Linked DNA regions of Mus musculus: regions 2, 3, 4, 5 and 6 are each linked to region 1. Evidence: chromatin contacts called from public Hi-C, HiCAR-type and promoter capture Hi-C data. All regions are on one chromosome and are shown on one strand. The core of a region is the stretch at or near the end of the contact, and the rest is flanking DNA. Distances in the headings are between cores, read along the strand shown. Region 1 holds the start of Efr3a (EFR3 homolog A). Region 2 overlaps Asap1 (ArfGAP with SH3 domain, ankyrin repeat and PH domain1). Region 3 overlaps Asap1 (ArfGAP with SH3 domain, ankyrin repeat and PH domain1). Region 4 overlaps Asap1 (ArfGAP with SH3 domain, ankyrin repeat and PH domain1). Region 5 holds the start of 1700010G06Rik (a long non-coding RNA gene). Region 6 overlaps Asap1 (ArfGAP with SH3 domain, ankyrin repeat and PH domain1).

Region 1 (2,615 bases), core at 42-2,541:
GGCACGGTGCTAATTCCAAATAGTCAAATAATAGAACATGAGTGTAAGGAATAATAAAACTGGCAATAATGATCATGAACAAGATAGGCAGAGAATATACCTCCAGGCTGGAGGAATCAAGCAGAAATGTAAAGTAAGAAACACAGAATAACGTGCAAACAAAATAAAACACACTTGGTATTTGAGGGGTCAAAGTGACCTTTACATTATGATGAAAGGTTTGACACAGCTATGAGGCAAACCATTCTAGTATTCAGAAAGAAATCTTTACCCAACACTAGAAGAAATTGTGCATTTGAAGCTGCCTAGAAATCCCGTACTTATGTCTACAGAAACCATGCAGGGCTAGTTAGGAATTCCGAGAAAAACATTCACAAGTCTTTAAAGATTCTATGGCAAGACACACTTACAAGAGCACTACTTGCAAAGACCCTCAAAAACCCATAACCAGCATCAGCCACCCAGTTAGCACGTAATCAATGTGAGCCACATGATTTAAAGCCTCAGCGTGAGTATCTGGGTCACTCTTAGCAACTGTGTAGTACCTTGTAGTACAGTGTCTCTCTCTCAAAGCCTCGACTACCGGGGTCATCTCGAAACCTATCGTCCCTCTGGGACAGCCGGGATGCTTGCTATGAGTGGAGCCCGGGTCCCACCGCAGGCGGGCAAGCCAAAACCGCGTCCAAGTCAGCCAAGAAGTAGTCAGACTGACACACTTCGGGGCAGCCCGGCCTCTGGCCGCAGGGAGGGCTGCAGCCTGTCCCTCGGACCTAAGTCCCTCAAACTAAGGCAGCACAGGCCTCGACCTTGGGGCCACAGTCGAGTGGGCCCGCGCGGCGAGTGGACCAGCCCGGGCTTCCCGGGTCGCACTGGTCTCCGTTACCGCGCCGTCACCGCGGGCCGCCGTCAGTTCCCGTAACGCTCCCGCCTCAGTTTCCCCGAGGGTGCACAGAGATCCCGCGCTCCCCGCCCACGGGACGCTGAAGTCTAAGCGAAACTAACTCAGGGCGGACCGGCGCTTCCTGGAGGCGCTGCCCGCCCGCCCGGCCTGGCCCGACACTCACGGGTAGGCATGGCGACCCGAGTTCGCCGCGCTCGCCGCCGTCCCGGGACTCAGAGGGGAAGCGCGAGCCGCGCCGACCGCAGCATGACTGCGGAAGCCCGGCCACGGACGCCTCGTCGGGGCGGAGGACGAATTGCCGAGAGAGCGGACGCCGACCGGGTACAGCGACCACCGGCCGTGATCCGCGCCCCGTCGACGACGCGGTGGGCCGACCCACGCCCGTGACGTCAGCGCGTTGCCGCTGGGAGGCTCCGCCCCCAAGCGCTAAGCTCGGCCCCCAAGCGGTGACTGCTTGGCTTGGCCCTTACCTGCAGAGTGGGCAGCAGGAAGGCTGGCTGTTTTAACTCCAAGGTCACTTTAGGACTGTGAGGGTAAGGCCAATAGTCTTGAGTGTAGTGACTTTCCCCAGGCTCCCGTTCGGATCTATTTAACTGCCAGATTTGTGTCGGAAAGCCCAATGCTTTTGAAATGCACTTGGGTTATCTGGGGTGATAGTTGAGCATTTTCTCTGAGGACAGAAGAAAATGTCATTTCTCCTGGGGCTTCCCGTAACTTTCAAAGTGAGACAGTCCTCAGGACTTGGTCTTCTTCTTTCGAACAAGTTCTGAACACTTGGCTAACCCTGTTCTTAGCTCTGGGTATCATTAATATTCTACTTGATGGGTCTATTGGGAATCACAAATCTGGGTCAACCCTAGAGCCAGGGCATCTCTAATGTGGGCAGTACACATAACATTGGCCAGACACCATACTCTGGCCACAGCCCCTTTAGAGAAATAAAAGCAATGTCCAGAAGTCCAATACTGTGTTTCCAAAGTGGCTCATTTAAGAGACATGGAATTCTGCTATAGAATTAGTAATGAGTATATTACTAAGTCCTGAGCTAATGCTGCTGGATAGCATATGGGATGATGTAACTATACACTTTGGTTTGCAGACCTATACCCTGGAGCGTAGTGCCAACTTTCTGCTTAAGAAATAAGATTGTGAAGTCTGAAGAGGAGGAGATAAAGAAGATGAAGTAACCAGGAAGGCCTGAGGGCAATTACTCTTTGAGTCAACTTGGAATAAAACAGAATTTGAATTAGCAAAGGCCTTGGAGGAAGGGGGGGGGGTGTGGAGAATAGAAGCAATTTCTCGAGTGAGTCATAGAAACGAGTGAAGGGAAGTACACGTAAGAGATGTGAGACTTGTCCCTTGCTGACAGGGAAGGACAAACCAGCAAGGATGAAGCCCATACTTAAACAGGTTCTGTGATCGTAGAGTCGTCAATCTGACAGAATCTGGAATTACCGGGGATGCAGGCCTCTGGGCATGCCCGTGAGGATTATCTTGATTAGGTTAATTGAGGTGGGAAGACCTGGACAGCATAAGTGCCAAGAGACAGCTCAGCAGCAGAACACACAGAGCACTCGGCTTCCCAGCAGTACAGTCCACTGCTGCTACATCTTCACCAGAACTGACTGCAACCTTGAACTGTGAACCAGAAGAAGCCCTTTCTATGAGATTCAATATGGTGGGGTGTGCCTTTGGTTCCAGCCAGAGCAGGCAG
Region 2 (2,615 bases), core at 55-2,554, 1.7 Mb after region 1:
GACCCCCTGGTTGCTTAGCCTGCCAGTTAAGTGGCAGGATCTGAAACATACTATCCGGGGCAGCTCAGAAGTGCGACTTTGTCATTCCCCAGGCACGAGAGTGCAAAAGGTCGTATCTTGGGTATTGTAGGTGTGTTTGTTACCTTGCATTAACCTCCAGTGAGTTACATGGCTTTTTATGCCCATCCTCCTGAAAAAAAAAAAAAAAAAAAAAAAAAAAAAACCAAGACTGAAACGGTAAAGTGACTTTGTAGTTGAGACTCAGTCTGAGAGCCATGGGTGTTAGCACCTGTGCTGTCTGTAGCTCTTGGTTCTCTGAAAGGCTACTTTGCTCTGTACTGAGATGCCTCTGTGTTAAATATGTGACTGTCTGAACTAAAGAGGTGAGAGTTGGTAGAAAGCGTGTCCTTACACATGAAGCCCTGGGTTTGATCCCCAGCACTGTGTGAAAGTGCACGTCACGATTACACAATCACTATCCTTCCAGATAACCCAAACGCCGTGCTTCTTAGTCTAATTACTTACACTCTTTTAATGATTTGATATTCATTTCCCCTTCCTTTTCTTCCTTTCATCGATGACTTCCCTCTCTAAAGTCTGAAATAAGCTGCCTGCCGTGCTATTAGCCTCCTTTGCAGTCCTTCTGTCACATGGGGGCCTCGCTCTTCTTGTAGGATTCCTACCCATATGAATTGTTGTTCCTGATTAAGTAGAAAAGCAACAGCACTCCTTCAGCAACCTCCATGGTTTCAATAGCCCTACTTAACTGGCTGGTACAGGAAACAATGAAATGATCAGGAGTTCGTTATCATTCTAGCAAGTTTGAGGACAACCTGCATTTCATGAGCCCCTGACTCCGGAGTGGGATGAGGGTGCCATAGTAGTTGATAATATCTGTGAAGCACTTGCCTCACAAGAGATCACACACCACACTTTTCCCATCCCAACGCCTCCAAATGAGGTAGGTAATGTAGGTTCTCATCTACCTGGGGTCCGAACACAGATCCCGTATGAACAAAACCCACAGTCCCATACTCTCAGATGAGGTGAGGATGGCCTAGGCCGCTGTTACTCCCTATGTTGTCAGATGCCTTCACCAGCCCAACATTAGGCCAGTGGAGGTGGTTCCCCACCCATTACCACAAACACTAGCCCTTTGTCCTCTCTCCAGAGTGTGTCCAGCTCTGGAGCTCGGTGTTGAGGGTCAAATTAAGACACAGAAATTTTAGGGCTGTAGCTGAGAGGTGCTGAGCACTGTAGCTGCCAGAGAATCCAAATGTGGGATTCTCCCAGTGCGCTCAGCCCCGGTCAGCACAGGTTGGCAGTGCCCTTGGTACACAACGACTGGCCTATTTGAATCACACTGGTGCTGTTTTCTGGCAAATGTGAGCTTTATTCAAAACTGGTTTTTTCACAGCTTATTCTCCATTGAAATCGTGTTATAAATGGGAGCTGTGTTCTTAGAGAGACCCCAAATGACCTTGTAGATCATAAAATGATAGGGAACATTACAATAAAGCTTTAGCGTGAGCAGTTCTCATCAAAGACAAACGCTTATGGTGGTGGATACAAGCCAAGTGTTTCTTATCATTCTGCACAGTCTACTAGAACACACTTTTAAAGACAGACCATTAATGTACCAAGCTTACAAATCTATACTGTGTGAGCTCTGTGCTGTTCTCCCTTCTGCAAAACCATGATCCCCAGCAAGTCGTGCTTCTGACAAGAGGACAGAAAGGAGCCTCCAGACCTGATAAATGCATCTGAAGGATTGATTTTCTGTGCCCTGGTTATGTGGTGACCTGTCTTGACAGGCAGAGCCAGCACCTGTTCAGAGAGCCTTCGCTGACAGCAGAAGCCAAGAACTAATACACCCAACCCCCACCCCTTGTAGCCTCCCTGTGTAATTTTATCTCACAGGGACGTAAAAAAAAAAAAAAAAAAACATAGAGTGCTCCATCTGGCTTAGTGCCAGGCATCACTCGCCTGCATTGAATAAATTCTAGCTAGCTCTTTACTGAACACCCAGAAAACAAAGGCTACATTTATTCAGCGGTTCAGCTGCTGAAATGGGCTTAGAGGTTTGGCCATAGCAACCGTGGTTAACGAAGGATAGACCACCTATCCCTTCCTTTTACAGGTCAAGCCCATGCTTGAAAATAGAACTTACTCTCCTGACTGAGTTCCCCCTGGCAGCCTATCGTGGGACATCAGATTCCGAGCATTGGACTGTCTGCTGCTGACACAGATAGACAGCTGCCTATCTGACAGCTGCCAGGCACTGAACCATAACTGTCCTTAACCAGCCGGGCTCACTTGCTCTTACATGGGAGAAACTTACAGTGTAAATATGATCCTTAGAGGACACTGTTAAACAGTCAGCTAGCACCCTGTGCAGAGGGCCTTGTGTTTTGTGGTCCTGTATTTTTTTTTTTTTCAATCTATCCTGCTAACTGGAATAACTATCTACTTGTAACAAAGCTGTCTGGAATCAGTCATCCTTTGGATTGTCATTAGTTTCTCTCCACAGCAAGGAAGGCCCTGGTCCTTGCTTATAGCACAAGCTACGCTCACAGATACAAATGTAGGAAGCTCGGGATCATGACTTCCTGGGA
Region 3 (2,615 bases), core at 76-2,575, 1.6 Mb after region 1:
CATTTTGAATGATGTTACCATTTACTGAGAAATGTACGCCTTATCATCTTCATTGTGTTTATCTCCTCACCACACATGAGCTAAAATATGTAACACTTGATTTGATTGGTATAGAAATATTTTACTGCTTTATCATCCAGATTCTATTATGATCATGGATGTGTTTTTTGGTACATCTTTACAATAATCTTTTCTATGTATATTTTATAAACTGCTTAAGTAATGGCTGACAGAGCTTTTAACACAATTAACTATTTTCAATCTTCTGCCTTTTTTTTTCTTTGTTGCTTTGCCCTTCCTGATCGAAGTCTAGAAGAGTAAGTTAATACATTTGTGAGAATGCGTTGTCCTACTATGTACCTAGAGACTTGTCCTCTTGCTGCAACTCCACTATATGTTTATTTGTTTCATTTGTATTTTACTTCTTGGATTTTCATAGTATGGCCATTGTGTCTTGTCTTTCTGTCCTTAGCGTCCACGGCTAGGTACCAGTGGAGTGCCAAAGTGAAAGCAGGCTTGCTTGTTTCTTTTGCTGGAGTGTGCATGCTTTGTCACATCCTAGACTTTTCACACCGTAGGATGCTGATTTCAGACTAAACTCATCGGCATCAGTCTGTTTTGCAGAGAGCCGTAGGCAGATTGTTCCTTTTGTGGAATGTTTGCATAGTTTACTAACTGGGTAACTCAGGAGGTCCAAACCGCTCCCAAATCCAGGATGGTTTTGGGCATTTCAGTAATCAAAAGGTTTCAGAATTCAGATACTTTAATTATAGATGCTCAGTGTATAGATAGTTACAAGATTTGTATGCTGATTGCCAGTGCCCTGCTCCGAAATCTTTTTAATGAAGATGTCCTTTATTTAGAGGACTCCAGCACACACGTAAAGGAGAATAGGTACAGCCGAGGGAAGACACTGCCAGCTTGCACACTCCCTGCATTCTCTTCCCATTTAGCCCTTCCTGTTGCTTCCTGCTGTGAGTGAACACTGAGCCTAAATCAGAGCCCTGTTTCTTTTGTGTTTGAATCAGTACTAAACTAGACCCGGACCCTGGGCTCTGCCTAGGACTTGGTTTGTGAGTCAGGCAAAATATTGACATGTCCTACTTCTTCTGCTAAAATAAAAGGTAGGCCTGGACAGCTCCCAAAGTCCATAATTCCCCCAGGCACAGGCCAGCAGGCAAAGGCTCAGGGGCAGCACAGCATTTGCCAGTCTGTGCTTCTGTTTTCCAGGACTCTCAGAGCCGGCAAGGTGGGTACAGCATGCATCAGCTCCAGGGCAACAAGGAGTACGGCAGTGAAAAGAAGGGCTTCCTGCTGAAGAAGAGTGATGGGTACGTGTCGAGCCCTGGCAGCCCAGTGTGAGGCAAGCATGCCCAGGCAGTGCTCTCCCTGGGACGGTGTCCAGGCTCTTGTTGCGAAAACATACTTAAAAGCTTTCTGAGCTGGTTCTGCTTAAATAGTTGGCCTAACGTGCTGTCCTTACAAGAAGAACGATTGTTCTGCGTCCAGGTAACACCTCTTGCTTGTGACTTACACTTGTAGAAAGCTGAGAAGGGAGGCTCAGCTCTGCTTTATCATTGTCATATTCTCTCCTTGAGATGGCACCTGGCTGCCCAAACCCCAACCTTTGGGGTAACCTGTGACATTGTCTCTGTCACAACCAATCTATCACATACCTTCCCTTTTCTAATTAAAAATAATAGGCTTCTTGTCATCTCAGCTGCTTCTGCTCAGGGGTGAAGTCTTTTTCATGAGTCCTGTGTAGTTGAACTCTGAGTCTTCTCTGTGAGCACCTGCTCCCTGTGGCCACACCTCTTTCTCATCTATGCATAGCCCGCAGGACTGCACCGACAGTGAGAGAGAGCCCAGACTTCAGCCTGGGTGCTCTAACTTAGCATCAGGCATCTAGCGTTTGTCTTTCAAAATGTCCGTATCTGCCTTTGACCATTCTGGACATACTGAAGACAAAAACTGGCTCAAGCTTGTGCTGTCTTCTTTCTTTCAGTCTGTTCCCCCTTCAAACATTCACTTCACACACACACACACAGAAAACATTCTAGCATCCGAAGCACACGGCTAGATGCTAGAAGATAAAAGCTAAGGCAATATGCCTTTCCTGTCATGCATCCTTGGAAAGAAATGGAGAAAGATAAAGGAGATGGTTCAGTGCAGCATGGCCAAGGCCCTGCCTTCAGTCCGTACCTGAAAGAGAACGCTGGGAAGGAAAGGAGCAGAGGAGAGTTATCTACTCTCAGAGTTGGAAACGAAGGCGGCATATACGTTTTTCATATTCATACATGAGAGATGAGTACTAATCCAGAGTTGCTTTTGATGGCTTCTGGGGAAGAGAGAAATGCTGCACCTCTTTTGCGTGAAGACAGACCCCTTAAGAGTAAGCACTTGTATGTTGCGTGATTTTCATTTTCATGCAAATTGCATTAGTAATTTTTAACCCACTTTTGCAATACTTGTTACTTAAAAACTGTTATAAAAAATGAAAGAACAATTTTAGTTTTTTAAATAACTTTAAAACTTTATGCCTCAAAGGTACTTATAGGAGCCATTGCTTGCTTGTATTTTCTCAGAGTAATCCCAGATACTCTCATGCTACAGAT
Region 4 (2,615 bases), core at 59-2,558, 1.5 Mb after region 1:
TATGCACAAGTGGCTTGTGAATGGCAGGGACCTGACTTCACTTTAAGATCTTAAAGCTCGTGTCCTGATAACATGCCAGAGACTCAAGTTTCTGTTTTACAGTTAACAGAATTTTGAATTTTTCTAAATCTGTACTCTTGCTTTATCTTACATGATTTTTAAAAACAGATTTCCTTTTAGAATTAGATAATTGCCCTTTTGGTTACTTACCTGTTTACCTGTTGTTCCAGTGTCTTAAACTGAAAGACTGGATGTATTGTGCTCTTCTGCAAAGTGAACTAGGACAGTGGTGTTGATGTCTACTGACCTAGTTGGGGGTTTGGGCAGATAATTTTACTGTTTTCCATAGGCGAATTCTACTCTCAGTGTTTCTGTCATCTTATACTAGGGGACACTAAAAACAGAAGGCCCTTGCCCTTGGTACTATAGAGAAAGCTAGGTCTAGGTTGGTTATGGCAGTGGTGTTTTAGTTTGTTTGGATTTTTGTTTTTGGCGTGGTTTTCCTCCTTAGTTTTTCCTGCCTGACAGTGATATCTTTCTCTTTTCAAGTTTTAAATCTTAAGTGTCAGGCCTTAGTCTATGCCTCCCTCCCCTTCCTGTTGAGAGAGGGCCTTTCAGTGTTGTCCAGAGAGACTACATATGTGGATCCAGCTCTCTCTATATTCCTCATGGTCACCAACCCTAGAGATCTGTGTGTGACGTGCTCACTAATACTTTCTTTTTTTGTTTCTGCTTGTTTTGTTTTGAGACAGAGTCTCTGCATAGTACTGGTTGTCCTGGAACTTACAGAGATCTGCCTGCCTCTACCTCCTGAGTGCTGAGATAAAAGGCGTGCACAACCACACCCGGCTAATTATTTCACATTTTGCAATGAATCCTTTTGAAAAGCATGGTAAATTTAACTTTGCGGTGTGAAATAATGCTTCTTTTTTTTTTTAATTCCACAACACAGTTTTGAGAATTCTATGAGATGAGAGCACATAAAAATATCCTCTTATGAATTACAGTGACAGCTGATATTTTATGCATGACATATAAAGGATGTATGGAGTACAAGCAGGCCTCGTATTGCTATATATTCTGCATTCTCCACTGGTGATATGACTGTCTCCTCAGTTGCTAAAAATCAACCATTTACCCTCTGGTTGCACTGTTGTACTTATCTAGTTATTAATATTGGTTTTCTCCATTCCTTTTCAACTTTTTAAAACAAAAATGTGTGTGTGTGTGTGTGTGTGTGTGTGTGTGCCCCTACATGAGCTTATGTGCACCACAGGCATGCCTGAGGCCTCGGAACTGGAGTTAAGGCCGTTGTGAGCCATTTGATAGGAATGTGGAGAGCTGAACTCTCGTGCTCTCAACCACTAAGTAAAGTCTCCAGCCTTCCTCCATTTTATTTGTTTTGTTTTGCTTTTAATGTTTCTCTACTCACTTTTTCTAGCAAGCTTTTAGGAAGGGACCTTGGAACTTGAGTTGCTGGGTCTGTTGCTTTCGCACAGAGCATGTTCTGTGTTAAATGAGTTAATGTCCCCACTGGTAGATATGAGTGAGGTTTGCCTTCACAGGGAGAGTAAGCTGTAACTCCCCCTGCCTGGGTGGTAGAATATTTGCTCATATTTGACTGCACAGTGTTCTCACATCCCACATGGAAGATGCCCACTGCCTCTCCAGGGCCTGGGGCAAGACCTCACTACCTCTGGATCTGGTTTCATTACCTTTCATTCACTGGTGCCACAGTCTGTTAGATAAGTGCCAGGCATTTTCCTCAACATATTTTTTTATTATTCCTTTTTAGTCTTATTTTCTTATAGGACAGACAGGGCTGTCTTAAAATTAGCAACAGCTGTAGGCTGCTCCTGGCTATGTGAGTCAACGCCACAGTGACTTAAACAAAGGTACCATCCTATTTCTGGCTGCACAGGTTTTGCTTGCGATCTTTTGAGCATTTCTATCAAGGTAGAAACAATGCTGTTTCTTCTCCATATACCCTCAATTCTTCCTACAGAGGACATGAACATTGTAAAAACACTTTGGTAAACCCAACAGTGGCATTCTATCTAGTCCATATGATCTGATGAATGCTGTCAGTTTTCTTACAGTTTTTATTCAAATGGTGCAGAAGCCCAGCTTTCAGATCTGTATCTATATTTCAGAGTTCCCTTCACAGCTTTCTTGATGGGTAGTGCTGGGACCACAAATTGTTGTTGGAGAAGATGTTTCTTTGTACTGATAGTGTTTCCCACTTCCACAGACAGTTTCCTTCTTCGTTTTCTCCTGTCTGTCTGTCTGTCTGTCTGTTTTCACCGCCCCCTCTTTTTGTTTGTTTTCTGAGGGAGAGTTTCTCTGTATAGACCTGCCTGTCCTGGAACTCATTCTGTAGACCAGGCCGGCCTTGAACTCACCTGCCTCTGCTTCCCAAGGGCTGGAATTAAAGGTGTGCACCACTATCTGGCCCATGGACAGTTCTTTTTTTATTTTTATCTATTTTTTTTTATTTTTTTATTTCTGAGACATGGAAAAGATTTCAACCATGTTCTCTTGCATATATCAGTTTTAAGGTCTTGAAGGTTTTGAAGGCAGGTACTATACCCTCCCTGGCTATTCCAGTGACCTGC
Region 5 (2,615 bases), core at 71-2,570, 1.5 Mb after region 1:
TAGTTCCCTGTAAAGAAACCCAGCCTTTCAGCTTTGCCCACGCCAGACTCTATTTGCTTTTAGATATCCAGGAATGGCGTTCGGGGTATTTGAGAAAAAGGGAGGTGCAGATGGTTTTGCACCAGGGCATGGTTTCAAATTTAAAGAGGATTATGGTCCATGAACCCCAGAGATGGTGGGTTGAGGTGCGAAGCTTTGAAATTCTAATTGCAGACCAGTCTAAGGAGGTATATGCTTACCAGAGCACAATATCTCATTGTTCATATAGTCCCCTCTTGGCTGGAGGAGGCAGGGGAGGGGCAGATACATAACATAATCTTCGGAGGAAACTGAAACAGCAATTGGTGGCGGCAGTTTGGGCTCTCCGGTGAATTCAGAAAGAAATCCCTGGCTGTTTACCACTGCTGAGCTTGGAATAATCTTGACTCGTTCATCTGCAGAGCCAGGTGTGGGAGCAAACCGGCTGGAGCTGGGAGGGCTCTGTGTGGTGGTCATTTTTGACACGCCTTACCCTCTTATTTGATAAACTCATGCCACCCAAACCCAAGGTATCTGAATTAGGAGAGAAAGCTGTGGAATTCAGGGTCTCTGGGAACAGACACACTTATTAGCTAAGTCTAGGCTCTGAACAACAGTTCATTTTTACTGTTTATGTCACACACACAGAGGAGTGCTGCCAGCTCAGTAGACAGGGCAGGTACTAGATGACAACTGGGGTGTGGGGGGTGGGACCAGACTGGCTCACAGCCCTGAGGAAGACAAATCCTTTCAGAGGGAAGCCCCAGTGCTCACTGATTTTTCTCGCTGATTTGCTCTCAGTACTTTATAGGGGAGCATGGGATTTCTGAGGCGCAGGGAGCTTAATTAGGCCAAGCTAGTGAGGGTCATATTTGTTCCAACTTACAGAATTTTCCAGATGCTGTGAGAAATGAGCTAGGATTCTCTTCTGGAATGTTCATTCTCCAAATGCTACATCTTGCAGCCCTGGCAACCAGTGAGCCTGCCCTTGTGGGGTGGTCAGCTGCCAGTCTCCTCCTGCCTTATTTTCTCCCTGAGAGCTAAACCCTCCATGTCTCCCAAACCAAACTTTTAAAGTACTGAGGAGAGAAAGTACTCTTGTTTATGTTTAACCTCTTTATTCACTAGTTTTTTTTAAAAGGTCAGTTTGCCAGGGATGTGTTTCTTTATGCTCATTCCCTTAGCAAGTTCTTCCTGTAGTAGGCGGAGACACTTCCCTGCCTTGGAGAGCACTGGTAGGAACCGCAGTGGAGGCACAGTGCACACCCAATTCGGTCAAGCCAGGAAGAGAAACAGCACACATTTTAACCCATTTTTTCCTATGCAGAGAGCAAGTCCTCATCCATGAACTCAGCCTCCTCCATGAGGGTCCCTGTCTTCTACTTTCATGGGAGGCAGTTAGGGGTCCAAGATTCCCAGCCAACAGGGTATCGAGTGGTGTATCCATTCTATTCTGCACACTTTGACTGAGCCTTCTCTGACCATGGTTTATGTATGGCTCTGTCATTTTCTCCTACTCCTCCTCTGTATTGCCTATTTGTCTGGTCCTCTGCTGCAAAGCAAATTCCAAGACAGCAGGAATGTGGCCCTTGCCGACATCACTCATCTCAGAATTTGTCAGCTTGTGAGGCGAACCTTTTCCTCTTGACATGCAGTCTTCTCCTCCCTCCCTGCCGGTCCTCACTCAAGACAAGCCCTCTCCGTGGGTCCCTGAGCCACACGACCCACACGCGGCCAGAAAGGCCAGCGAACACAACCTCTAGCTAGCTATATCGGACGGTATGCAGGCAGGTCTGAGTGGGCCACAGGGCTTGCCTTCCAAAGCAGGCTTTAATGGAGGCCAGTCATACGCTTTCAAGGGCTCCTGGAGGCCAATCCCAAGGACTAGGTGGGTTTTGTTGATACCATTCTCAAAATCTTCCAGTCGGTGGTGAGAAATTAGATGGGTATGTTGGACTAACAACAGTAGACATCTTGCTGGGGCTGAATTGGTACTTTTCTCAGAAGAAAGTCAGTTCCTGCTTAGCAGTGAAGAGCATTTGCACCTGAGAAATACTTTTTGCATCTCCGGATGCTCGGCGGTCCTCTGGGGTAGGGGAAGAAAAAAAAAAAACCAAATACATCTGGACAGATGAAAGTATTTTAAAACAACCCTTCCTGTCTCTGCACAAGGCACAGCATTGGCGTTCAGAGGGCAGCAGGGCTGCGCCCCCATCCCTCGGTCCGCGCAGAAGGGAGACGGCTTTCCGGGCCTCGCTTCCTGCACCCACTCGGGACTAAAAAAGAACACGAACAACTTTTTTTTTTTTTTTTTTTTTGGTCCCTCTCTTGCAAAAACGCTCGCGTAACCAGCTCGCTGAAGTAACCGCTCCGGGGGCGGCCGGGTGTGTGTGTGTGTGCGTGGGGCGCGGTTCCGGAGCCCCACGGGCACGAGCACCAGCGCCGGCGGCTGCGAGGTGGGGGCCGCGCGAGGGCCGGGCGGCGGGGGGGGGGGGTAAGTGGAGAGAGAGGGGCGGGCGGGGCGTGCGGGGCGCGTGCGCAGAGCACTTCCGTGTTTGTCCCCGTGACTGGCGCGGGCGCGCCGCCCGCCGCTCCGC
Region 6 (2,615 bases), core at 82-2,581, 1.4 Mb after region 1:
TGACATACCACTCAGAGCATAGTAAGCTGCCATTTCAAAGATGAGAGGGAGACAGTGACTGGGACAGAGCAGATGTGATGAGCATGATACAAGTGCTGGCTTCTTTGTGTGTCAAATTCCACTTAAAATGGACGGTACTGTGTGTTTATCTTTTACTTCGGGAAAACATGTCCTTTCGGGGTACACCGGTGTCTTCATTGGTAAAGTGTGCGCTGTGCAAGCGTGAGGGTCTGAGTTTAAGCCCCTGAAGCTAGGTGAGAAGGACAAATGTGGTGGCACATGTCTGTCACCCCAGTGTTCAGGATGCAGAGACAGCCAATCTGTCTATACTTATTGAGTTCCAGGTTTGGTGAGAGACCCTGCTTCAAAAATTAAGGTGGAGAGAGATTGAGGAAGACTGAATCATGAACCTGTGGCCTACATACAGATGAACACACACATGTGTGTCTCTGTGTATCACACACACACAAACACACACACACCTTAGCTGTGATGGGACCTGAGTGGCATCACTCAGGTAATTGCAAGACTTGAATGTCTATCACTTAGATCCCTCCTTCTTTCACTGAAGGGACAAAATCCACTGCGTATCCCTGAGGCCCTAGGAACTGGGATGCAGGGTACATGCAGATGATGCGGCCTGTCTTGTGAAGCGCTGTCTCCTAGAGGTGAACACCAGAGCCTTCAGATTAAGTTCAGTGTGGGATGCCCTAGGGCCGCAGGGTGGGGCTGGAAGCCAGCCTAACCACTCCACTGAGTGACTGGTAGGGAAAAGTTCCCACATTAGTGGGTAGTCCAGTCACATGTGGCCCACATTCTGCCATGTAAAGCAGTGTTCTTTACCTCAGAAGGGGTCAGCTTTTCTTGTCTTGTCTGTCACTGTCACAGTTAGGAGCTGCCTGGCACTCCAAGCAGCGGGCTGCACTCTAGCTGTGAATTCAGTGTGGAAAAGGCAAGAATAGGAGTGGAGACTTCCTAAATTAGGCAAGACAGTGTGAATGAAGGAAAGAATGAGTAAGATCACACCACGTAGCAGAGCAGGTGTCATGGCTGGAGAAGAGGGAGAGAAACCAGAGTGTTCCTGTTTGACACCGATAACCCCAGGAAGGCAGAAAAAGCAGCCCGCTGTGACCTAGAGGGATTCAGAAACCAGCTGGCATTGCTTCTAGGGTTTTTCTTCGTACATACAAATGACCTAACTTCAGCCTGCAACCATCCACAGCCAAGCCCTGGGAAAATCCTCTGCCTTCCAAATGTCAGGGCAGACTCTATCGCTGTCATGCTGCCGGCTGTTCGGCCAAATTGAATTTCCCTGCATCCAGCTGATGTCCCTTTTTGGCCACAGGGCAGGGATCAGGAATGTGCACTGCACATGGACAGGAAACGTGTCCCAGAAGCCAAACACAAGGCTGACCTTTCAACTCTGCATTTCTAACATAGCAGAAAGGGTCAGGATGCCTTAGGGGTCTGGATGGGAAAGAAAAAGAAACGCATGATAGGAAAACAGTTTTTAAGTCCCATTGTGAAGGGCGTTTGGATATGATTGACGTGGTCTGAAAGTCCTGAGGCCACTTTCCAGTTTTGGCTGTTCTTCAGTTACTGTATTCGCCTCAACCCAAGAGCCTGGAAAGTATGATCCCGTTCCCTCTTCCTCCCTGCTTCCCTCCCTCCTGCCCTCCCTCTGCCCTCCCTCCCTCCCTCTCTCCCTTCCTTCTTGTAGAAAGTAGAAAGCTGCAGCATGCTGGATCCTGTGCAGAGCCCTGGAAATAAGTGAGAAGCCCTGAGGGCCAAGCCTCTCTGAGCATCATTCATGTTCAGTCAATGTTTTAAAAGCTCTATGCATTCTACAAATGCCTATATTTTCTTTTTTTAAGTTTGTTTTTAAAATTAATATTTTTGTTAACGTGTATGATGGATTTCAATCTGACATTTTTATATACAGATATCCTTGTGTATTGGTATTTTTATAACCCCACTAGTACCCCTCTTCTTCCTCATATTTCTTCTTCACAGTGGTCCTCTTCCTCCCACAGCAAAGCCCCCCTTCTACTTCTGTGTGTGTGTGTGTGTGTGTGTGTGTGTGTGTGTGTGTGTATGTGTGTATATATGTGTGAATGTGTGTATTGTGTGAGTGTGTACATATGTGTGTGTGAATACATGTATTGTATGTGAGTATATGTGTGAATGTGTGTGTGAGTCCTGTTTTCTCAAGTGTCTTAATAGCATAGAGTTGGTTCTACCTCTTAGGGTATTGTTTCTGTTTTGATTTTCCAGGTGAAGAGGCAAGTACTGTATCACTAAGATACTTCCTAGCACCCTTTTGAAAGTACAGGGCTGGAAAGATGGCTCAGTAGGTAAGAGTACTGGCTGCTCTTCCAGAGGACTGGGTTCAATACCCAGCACTTATAGGGCAGCTCACAAATGTCTGCAACTCCAACTCCAGGGCACCCAACACGCTTACACAGACATACATGCAGGAAAAACAGCAAGGCACATAAATGCACATAAAGGAAAAAATAAATTAAAAGGAGATATTTTCTCAAAAAAAGAAAAAGAAAAAGAAATACTTCGTCCTTCATTTCTCTCACCTGCTCACTCCACACAGCACTTTCTGA

What was found. Promoter capture Hi-C pulls out the DNA fragments that hold promoters and counts their contacts. Hi-C and Micro-C count contacts between places; a contact is called where the count stands out from the background. HiCAR-type assays count read pairs that join an accessible place to other places.
Region 2: a HiCAR-type map of astrocytes shows a contact between it and region 1, with 3 times the contacts expected there. The contact joins the enhancer-like site here to the promoter of Efr3a in region 1. A contact is called at or near these places in 5 of 39 promoter capture datasets (the 3T3-L1 cell line, hippocampal neurons, liver and 2 more) and 4 of 115 datasets of contacts at active chromatin or transcription factors (astrocytes, cardiomyocytes, embryonic forebrain and 1 more).
Region 3: a contact with region 1 is called in a HiCAR-type map of astrocytes, with 4 times the contacts expected there. The contact joins the enhancer-like site here to the promoter of Efr3a in region 1. A contact is called at or near these places in 6 of 39 promoter capture datasets (the 3T3-L1 cell line, 3T3-L1-derived adipocytes, hippocampal neurons and 2 more) and 1 of 115 datasets of contacts at active chromatin or transcription factors (astrocytes).
Region 4: a contact with region 1 is called in a Hi-C map of the N1E-115 cell line, with 5 times the contacts expected there. The contact joins the enhancer-like site here to the promoter of Efr3a in region 1. A contact is called at or near these places in 4 of 39 promoter capture datasets (embryonic stem cells, hippocampal neurons, liver and 1 more), 1 of 484 Hi-C or Micro-C datasets (the N1E-115 cell line) and 3 of 115 datasets of contacts at active chromatin or transcription factors (astrocytes, embryonic forebrain and stem cell-derived neural progenitor cells).
Region 5: a promoter capture Hi-C map of hippocampal neurons shows a contact between it and region 1, with 7 times the contacts expected there. The contact joins the promoter of 1700010G06Rik here to the promoter of Efr3a in region 1. A contact is called at or near these places in 3 of 39 promoter capture datasets (embryonic stem cells, hippocampal neurons and stem cell-derived epiblast-like cells), 4 of 115 datasets of contacts at active chromatin or transcription factors (astrocytes, differentiating embryonic stem cells, embryonic stem cells and 1 more) and 1 of 9 other capture datasets (liver).
Region 6: a HiCAR-type map of astrocytes shows a contact between it and region 1, with 4 times the contacts expected there. The contact joins the enhancer-like site here to the promoter of Efr3a in region 1. A contact is called at or near these places in 2 of 39 promoter capture datasets (embryonic stem cells and hippocampal neurons) and 4 of 115 datasets of contacts at active chromatin or transcription factors (astrocytes, embryonic forebrain, embryonic stem cells and 1 more).

What each region holds. Positions count from the first base shown.
Region 1 is chr15:65,785,696-65,788,310 of GRCm38.p6, reverse strand. It overlaps Efr3a (EFR3 homolog A), which reads right to left and starts at 1,291. Exons shown (of 23, transcript NM_133766.4): 1 at 1,065-1,291. The coding sequence starts at 1,074. Gm41339 (a long non-coding RNA gene) reads left to right here and starts at 1,268. Exons shown (of 3, transcript XR_875389.2): 1 at 1,268-1,434. It overlaps Gm41338 (a long non-coding RNA gene), which reads right to left and starts at 714. Exons shown (of 2, transcript XR_875388.2): 1 at 1-714.
Region 2 is chr15:64,117,315-64,119,929 of GRCm38.p6, reverse strand. The region is part of intron 25 of Asap1 (ArfGAP with SH3 domain, ankyrin repeat and PH domain1); the gene reads left to right. Among named protein-coding and RNA genes, the nearest start is that of Gm20717, 20 kb to the right of the region's middle. Within about 2 kb of position 1,304, at least 79 of the 459 cell types and tissues checked have an H3K27ac peak or open chromatin away from gene starts, as enhancers often do. A contact at or near this core is called in astrocytes and embryonic forebrain, where this site is marked.
Region 3 is chr15:64,151,546-64,154,160 of GRCm38.p6, reverse strand. It overlaps Asap1 (ArfGAP with SH3 domain, ankyrin repeat and PH domain1), which reads left to right. Exons shown (of 31, transcript NM_010026.3): 12 at 309-317; 13 at 1,231-1,331. Among named protein-coding and RNA genes, the nearest start is that of Gm20717, 55 kb to the right of the region's middle. Within about 2 kb of position 1,325, at least 39 of the 459 cell types and tissues checked have an H3K27ac peak or open chromatin away from gene starts, as enhancers often do. A contact at or near this core is called in astrocytes and liver, where this site is marked.
Region 4 is chr15:64,270,539-64,273,153 of GRCm38.p6, reverse strand. All of the region lies in intron 3 of Asap1 (ArfGAP with SH3 domain, ankyrin repeat and PH domain1), which reads left to right. Among named protein-coding and RNA genes, the nearest start is that of 1700010G06Rik, 42 kb to the left of the region's middle. Within about 2 kb of position 1,308, at least 48 of the 459 cell types and tissues checked have an H3K27ac peak or open chromatin away from gene starts, as enhancers often do. A contact at or near this core is called in the N1E-115 cell line and hippocampal neurons, where this site is marked.
Region 5 is chr15:64,312,823-64,315,437 of GRCm38.p6, reverse strand. It overlaps 1700010G06Rik (a long non-coding RNA gene), which reads right to left and starts at 1,320. Exons shown (of 2, transcript XR_003951590.1): 1 at 905-1,320; 2 at 1-480. The region is part of intron 2 of Asap1 (ArfGAP with SH3 domain, ankyrin repeat and PH domain1); the gene reads left to right.
Region 6 is chr15:64,343,992-64,346,606 of GRCm38.p6, reverse strand. The region is part of intron 2 of Asap1 (ArfGAP with SH3 domain, ankyrin repeat and PH domain1); the gene reads left to right. Among named protein-coding and RNA genes, the nearest start is that of 1700010G06Rik, 31 kb to the right of the region's middle. Within about 2 kb of position 1,331, at least 68 of the 459 cell types and tissues checked have an H3K27ac peak or open chromatin away from gene starts, as enhancers often do. A contact at or near this core is called in astrocytes, where this site is marked.